2 separate regions of the Ovis aries genome follow, and region 1 is linked to region 2. A link is a contact called in public Hi-C data. All regions are on one chromosome and are shown on one strand. The core of a region is the stretch at or near the end of the contact, and the rest is flanking DNA. Distances in the headings are between cores, read along the strand shown.

Region 1 (3,309 bases), core at 532-3,031, 170 kb before region 2:
GGATCTTCCCGACCCAGGGATAGAACCAGAGGCTGCTGCATTGCAGGAGCAATAAGCTCATTCTTTACTAATGAGCCCCAGAGAAGCCCCTTACTTCCTACTTAAAAAACAAAAGAAGAAAAAAGAAAAACCCACCTCAACTTTGCCTTTCTGTTTTAGAAATGTGGGCTTACCAGGTGGCTCAGCTGGTAAAGAATCGGCCTGCAATGTGGTAGACCTGGGTTCGATCCCTGGGTTGGGAAGATGCCCTGGAGAAGGGAAAGGCTACCCACTCCAGTACTCTGGGGTGGAGAATTCCATGGATTGTATAGTCCATGGGGTCCCAAAGAGTCAGACACGACTAAGCAACTTCCACTTAAGAAATTTTGCTACAAGTCTGTATCATACTTGCCAGCAGGTGGCAAATTCTGTCTGAATTTCCGCCCAGATTCAGACACTTGTGTCCTCTATGGAGCTTTCAAGGTCAGATCCCTATGACCACATGACTGCCCTTTGTAACTCCAGTATCCCCGGCTATGCCACATGACACAATCCTTGCCTTCAAGTTAAGGGGAATAAACACGGAGGAACAATTCAAGACAGTGTGGAACAGCCTTTCCCTACTCTCCGTCATTTGGATGCCACCTTCCCATACTAGTATCTAGTTACTATAGTTTTAAAATGGACATTTTTATTACAAAAGAAAACATTTCAGCATTACAGTAAATCAGAAAACCTATTACTTGCCATATATCTCAAAGATAACCTATCACAAATCAGGAAGACCAAGTAACTTCTACGTATATTATTGTCCACCGAAAGTTGTGAGCCTAAGTTTTATCTTGGTCAGAAAAGGGAAGGAAGAAAAAGTGAAATTAAAGACACTTTAGCATTAAATTAGGTTTTTCCCTTGCTAATAAAGACTGAAGAACTGAAAGGACTTTCTCAGTATGTGATTGCTTACAACTTACCGTATTTCAACAAAATTGAGATTTTTGTCCTCCACATGTTGAAAATAGTGCTGTATCTACGATTGAGGTGAGGTTAAAGCGTCTGCCTGCAATGCCGGAGACCTGGGTTCGATACCTGGGTCGGGAAGATCCCCTGGAGAAGGAAATGGCAATCCACTCCAGTATTCTTGCCTGGAGAATGCCATGGGCGGAGGAGCCGGGTTGGCTACAGTCCACGGGGTCGCAAAGAGTCGGACACGACTGAACGACTTCACTCACTCAATAAATGTGGGTTCCCCCCCCCCGCTTTCTCAGCAGTAAGTAAAATAATCTCTAAAAGCGGATGACCACTTGGTATTTGATGAAATGGCATAATAAACCATCCTTGCACCAAGCGAAGGCTCCCGCGAGCCCGCTGCCTACTTTGGGAAAACCTAGTGTCAGCGTTAGGACTTCCTGGTTCTCATTCCGCGGGCCACTGCCTGCGGCGCCTCGAGCGCGCACTGCCGACCAAGGTTTGTTTCTGACATCACATACCAGGTCAGTTCTCCATCAAAGGACTCCTGACAGCCTACTGCAGGAGACAGTACTTAGCAACACGCAGACCCCCTTTCAGAACTGTCATGCAAGCCGGTCAGGACCCGACGTGCCAAAAGCAAGCCACAACCTCGGAGAAAACACTATTGCCCCAAGGCCGAGCCACAGGAGATGTGGGCGCGACTCTGTGACGTCAAGACTCCGCTCACGAGGTAGGGGCGGCCCCTCTCGTTTCCGGGCGGGGCGGCGTGCTGACGCCACACGCTGAGGCGGGGCCGAGAGTTTGGTGCCCCGGAGTGGGGTGTCGGCGCCTCATTCGGGTGGAGCTGAGCCGGAGACAGGTAGGCTTGCGCGGCGGCCGGGTCCAGCCGGATTTGGGAGGCTCCGCTCCGGTCAGGCAGGCGGCGAGGGTCTTGGCATGGGGCAAGGCCGCCGCGCCCTCGTTGTCGCCGCCGCCCCGGTGACAGGGAGTGGAGCTGGCTGGAGCGGGGCTGACTGGGGGAGGTGGGTGGGACGGAGCCTGACAGACGGATGTGGCAGCCAATGGTGCGGGGGGCGCCTCCTGGCGGGCGGAGATTGGCGGGTGCGGGCGTGCGCAGAGGTCGCGCGGGGCGCGGAGCGGCAAGCCATTGGCTGTGATGGGCAGGGGGGGGGTGGGCTGCGCGGCGGATGTGAGGGAACGGGCGCAGCGGCCGGGGTGACCCCCAAGGTCGAGGAGGCGTCACGTGGGAGTCGTCAGGCTGTGTCCTCTCCCCGCCTGGACGGCTGGAAGGGTGGCGCGCCCTTGACGAACCGGCTGTGATTTGTGGGCATTCGTTTTTCCCAGAGCGCGAAGACGCTGGTCGGCTTCTGTCCGGACTGACCCTTCGCCCCTGGGACGACCCCTTGAGGAACAGATTACTCTGCAGTACCCCTCTGTTTTCAGTGCCCATCGTACTAATCCTTCCTATGTTCCTTGGGGTGACGCCCTTGAGGAGCGGATTACCCCACAGTATCCTGTGTATTCAGTACCCCCATACCCATCCTCCCTGCGCTCTTCTTGGGTGAACCCTTGAGTGAATTACCCTCCAGCACTTAGTACCTCCACTATCCTCGGTTACCTTTACTGTACTCAGCACTCATCGTTCCCATTCTCTGTGCTCCTCTAATCCATTAACCCCTTAATGGATGGGTTACTCTGCTGCATGCCTGCTTAGTGCTCATATACTCAGGATCCCTCCATGCTTAGTACCCACAGTACCCATCCTCCTGTGAACTCTTTGGGGGCAACACCCTTAATGGGTAGACAAGCTTGCAGTACCCTACTGTAGTCAGTACGCTTCTTTCTTCCAGGGATATGGTAGTTCATGTTGAGATGAAGCGCGTTTCCTCGAGGAACACACTAGTGTACCTTTTCCGTTTCGCAAAGCTAGGTGATGTCAGTGTAAGTCGTGTACCGAAGCTTAGTAGAAAACTGGTGGCGAGACACTGAGTACAGACAAGAACTTGTTCTCTCTGCCCTTCACCCATAACCGAGGAGAGCTGACTCAGACCTGAGGTGTGAACTGTTTTGTCCTGGGGTTTCTCTTCTTTGTTTTACCGTACTTTGAAGCGGGGACTAGAGGCTGACTCCCAGGTTTACTGCTCTGAGCAGCTTTAGGATAAATGGCCTGGATGAAGTCTTGCTTGCACTGTGACAAGAGGTGCAGTAGTCAAACTGAAGTTTTTTTGTGCAAGACCCTCACGGTCTGAAAATGTATAGTACTATTCTAGCTTTGCAAATTAGCTGATCTTAGAAAGTTGAAGAAAGATTAGAGTATCCTGGTAAAATTTTGAAGAGCATTTTCCACATTTCAAGTACTTT
Region 2 (3,446 bases), core at 658-3,157:
TCTTCTTGTGCCTACCTCAGCAACCCCCAATGTAAAACTGCTTTTATCTTTGAAAAAAATCTGCCAACTTCCAAAACATTATAGTAAGGGATTCTAGTTCAAGGACTGACATCTGAATCCATTTGCATCCCGGAAAATAATTCTGCAAAGACAAGACATGGGCCTTTGTCCAGGTTCTATGCAAAACCATTTAAAACTGGATCCAATTTGTTTCTGTCCCTGGTGGCTTCTTGAATTCTTATTTTGCCCTGTCTATGATTACGTAAAGTTGCATTCCTTTTCATGAAACTTGTACCCTCAGGACTGGGTAACTGCAAAGGCCTCTCTCTTCGCAAGAATTCCATGAAGATCTAGATCCAAAACGCTGATTTCAATGGAGGTGAAGGGATAGACACTGCAACAATGAGGTCTAGAAAGATCTTTAGACCAGGTTACCCAAATGTAACACAAATTGAGCTGTCATCAACGGGTCTGGGTAACTCGAGGTGTTCCTTGGCCAGCGTGCAGGATCTCTCCCATCCAGGGTTATCCCGATGGATTTAGGAATCTTAGCTGGGAAAGAAGAGAAGCTGAGACTTCTGCTCAGGTGAGGAGACACTGTTGTCCTCTCTTTGCAGGTTGCTGTCAATTCCTTGGAACTTTACCGCTTTTCTCTAATTGTCCTGACTGTTCTCTTATGGTTATTTCTCTTAATTAACTATATTATTTAAAATTGTTTTCCTCCTCCGGGGCCTCCCTTGCTTCCCCTCCACTAGCTCACTGGGGATGAATAGGAAGGGGAGCTCTCTAGCCAAGGAGACGGTGGTGGGGTGGGGAGGCCCGTAGGGGAGGAAGCCGCACGTTTCAATCCTCATCCACCTCCTCTCCCTCTGACTCGTCCCCGCCGCGTCGCTCATAAAGCTTATCCCTCTGCCGCTCCTGGATCTCTTTCATCTCATCCGCATACCGGCAAAACGCGCCCCCGAACTTGCCCCAGGCCTTGAAAGGGACCGTGATGGCGTTGCGGTAGGACGGCTTCACCTCGCTCACGCGCAGGAACACTCCGTACTTGTTACAGCCCACGTCGAAGAAGAAACGCTTGGAGTCCACCGTGATGGAAGTGCCTTCCGGGAGCTCCCCGTACAGGCCGCCCCCAGGGCCTCCGGCGCCGCCGCCCGGGCCACCCGCCAGCTCGTCGTCCTCGCCGCCGTAGTCGTCGATGAGCTTGGCCAACGCGTCGCGGAACTCTATGAGGCCCTGCGCGGGTAGCGCAATGGTCTGGCCGCTCTGCAGGCCGCCGGGTCCGGGGCCACCGCCGCCGCGGTTGACCGTCTGACGGATGCGCAGGAAGCGGCCGCGCTGGTTCTCCTTGAGGTCCAGGTAGTACTTGCGGTTCTCGCGCACCAGGAACTCGCTCTTGAGCGCGCGCCGCGGCCCACCGCCCTCCTCGGCGCCCGCCGCCGCCGCCACTTGCTCCGGGCTGCTGGGGCCCAGCTGCGCGTAATGCTCGATGAAGTCGCCCAGGTAGTCACGGAATTCGGCGGCCACCGCCATGGACAGCGTGAGGCGGCTCTTGGAGCCGCCCGCGCCCACCTCGGCGATCTTGAGGAAGCGGCCTTTGGCGTTCTGCTTCACATCTAGGTAGAAGCGTTTGTTCTGGATGTCCAGCCGCTTCGAGGCCAGCTCCTGCGTCTCCTGCTCGCCGCCGCCGCGGGACGCGGGCTGGAAGCCGCCGGGCCCGCCACCGCCGCGCTCGCTGCCGCTGTCGCCGTCCGCCATCTTCTCGGCCGCCGCCGCGCCCAGGCCGCCGCCCGCCGCCCGCCGCGCTCGCGCCCCTGCCCTCCGCCCTGCGGCTCGCTCTCCCGGGCCCCCCAGCCTCGCTCGCCGGCCCGCTCACGCGCGCCCGCTGTTCATCGCCGGCAGCCGCCGCCGCCGCCCCCCCATCGCCCCCGCGCCCCGCCCCGCCACTTCCGCCGGGCCAGCTTCCGGCGCGCGCCTCCGTGACGCCGCCCCGCCCCGCCCCCATGTCCTCGCTGCCGGAAGCGCCGCGCAAGGCGGCGGCTGCGGGGCGCAGGGCAGTGACGTCACGGGTCCGCGGGGATTTGGGGACCCTGGAGACCCGGGTGGGTAAACTGGGAAGGAACTCTGGAAGCTTACGGGCGACGGAAACAGTCTGCATCTTGTTTGTGGTGGTGGTTTTACAAGATAGCCGAAAGTGATTCAAATTACGCTTTATATAAATGCGGTTTATTCTAGGGAGATTACACCGGAGTACAGTTATTATTTATGAAAGAGGAATTGAAGGAAGGAAGATGTTGGGGATACTCCAAACTAACCTAATAGGATTGCTGTATAAGAATCCGTGAGTGATATTTAGCAAAATGACCGAGTTATAGTGAGTGCTCAATAAATACGTACTCTTAGTTCTTGGAATACCGTACATAGTGCCTGGAACATGCTTGGTAACATCATCACCGTCTCAACGGCGTAAGATAAAATGATGGCCTGAACTAAGTAGTGGTAGTGGGGATGGAGAGTTTAGGAAAGGAGTTAATTTTTATAAAACACGTATGTACAGGGACTGGTAACCATTTTACACGTTAACTTGGAAGAATACTTGTTCCATGTGTTACATTGTGTGGAGAAACAGGAATGGATTTAAAAAGTGAAAAATGGGACTTCTGGTGGTTTGGTGGCTGAGATTCCATGCTCCCAATATAAGGGGCTAGATCCCACATGTTTCAACCAAGAGTTCACTTGTAACTAAAGATCTCAATGCTGCAGCTAAGACCGGCAACAGCCAAATAAAGTGAAAATGAAAGTCGCTCAGTCGTGTCCTACTCTTTGCAACCCCATGGACTGTACAGTCCATAGAATTCTCCAGGCCAGAATACTGGAGTGGGTAGCTGTTCCCTTCTCTAGGAGATCTTCCCAACCCAGGGATTGAACCCAGGTCTCCCGCGTTGAAGGCGGCTTCTTTACCAATTGACCCACCAGGGAAGCCCAGCCTAATTAATAAATATTTAAAAAAAAAAAAAAAAGTAAAATGTGTATCTTTCGATGGGAGGAGGTGTGTGCTAAGAGTCATTCTGCCTGGGTCTGAATCCCATACTGGTTGTGAGGTTTTGGGTATGTCAATTAACTTCTTAAGCCTTAGTTGCATAACTCGTTAAATAGGAATAATAGTAACTATCTTGTGGAGTTGCTATAAGAATTAAGTGAGATAATGCACGTTAAGCACTTCACCTGGTACAGAAGAAGCACTCCCCACGTTTTCCCTCTTTTTTGGATGTGTCATGAGGGATATTAGTTCTCCAGCCTGGGTCCCCTATACTGGAAGTTCTGAGACCAAACCACTGGGGAGCCCCTCCCCAAGTGTTTAATCATCCTTTGTCCTGATTCATAAAAAAGACCCAAACAAACAAAATTAGAATAATACCTCTCAACAACACAGAAGAGTCCAGGGG

The links. Hi-C and Micro-C count contacts between places; a contact is called where the count stands out from the background.
Region 1: a contact with region 2 is called in a Hi-C map of liver, with 3 times the contacts expected there. The contact joins the promoter of OGDH here to the promoter of PURB in region 2. A contact is called at or near these places in 7 of 16 Hi-C or Micro-C datasets (blood, hypothalamus, liver and 4 more).

The regions. Positions count from the first base shown.
Region 1 is chr4:78,499,487-78,502,795 of ARS-UI_Ramb_v3.0, reverse strand. OGDH (oxoglutarate dehydrogenase) reads left to right here and starts at 1,781. Exons shown (of 24, transcript XM_012176965.4): 1 at 1,781-1,807.
Region 2 is chr4:78,334,173-78,337,618 of ARS-UI_Ramb_v3.0, reverse strand. It overlaps PURB (purine rich element binding protein B), which reads right to left and starts at 1,907. Exons shown (of 1, transcript XM_004008260.6): 1 at 1-1,907. The coding sequence starts at 1,758. The coding sequence ends at 844.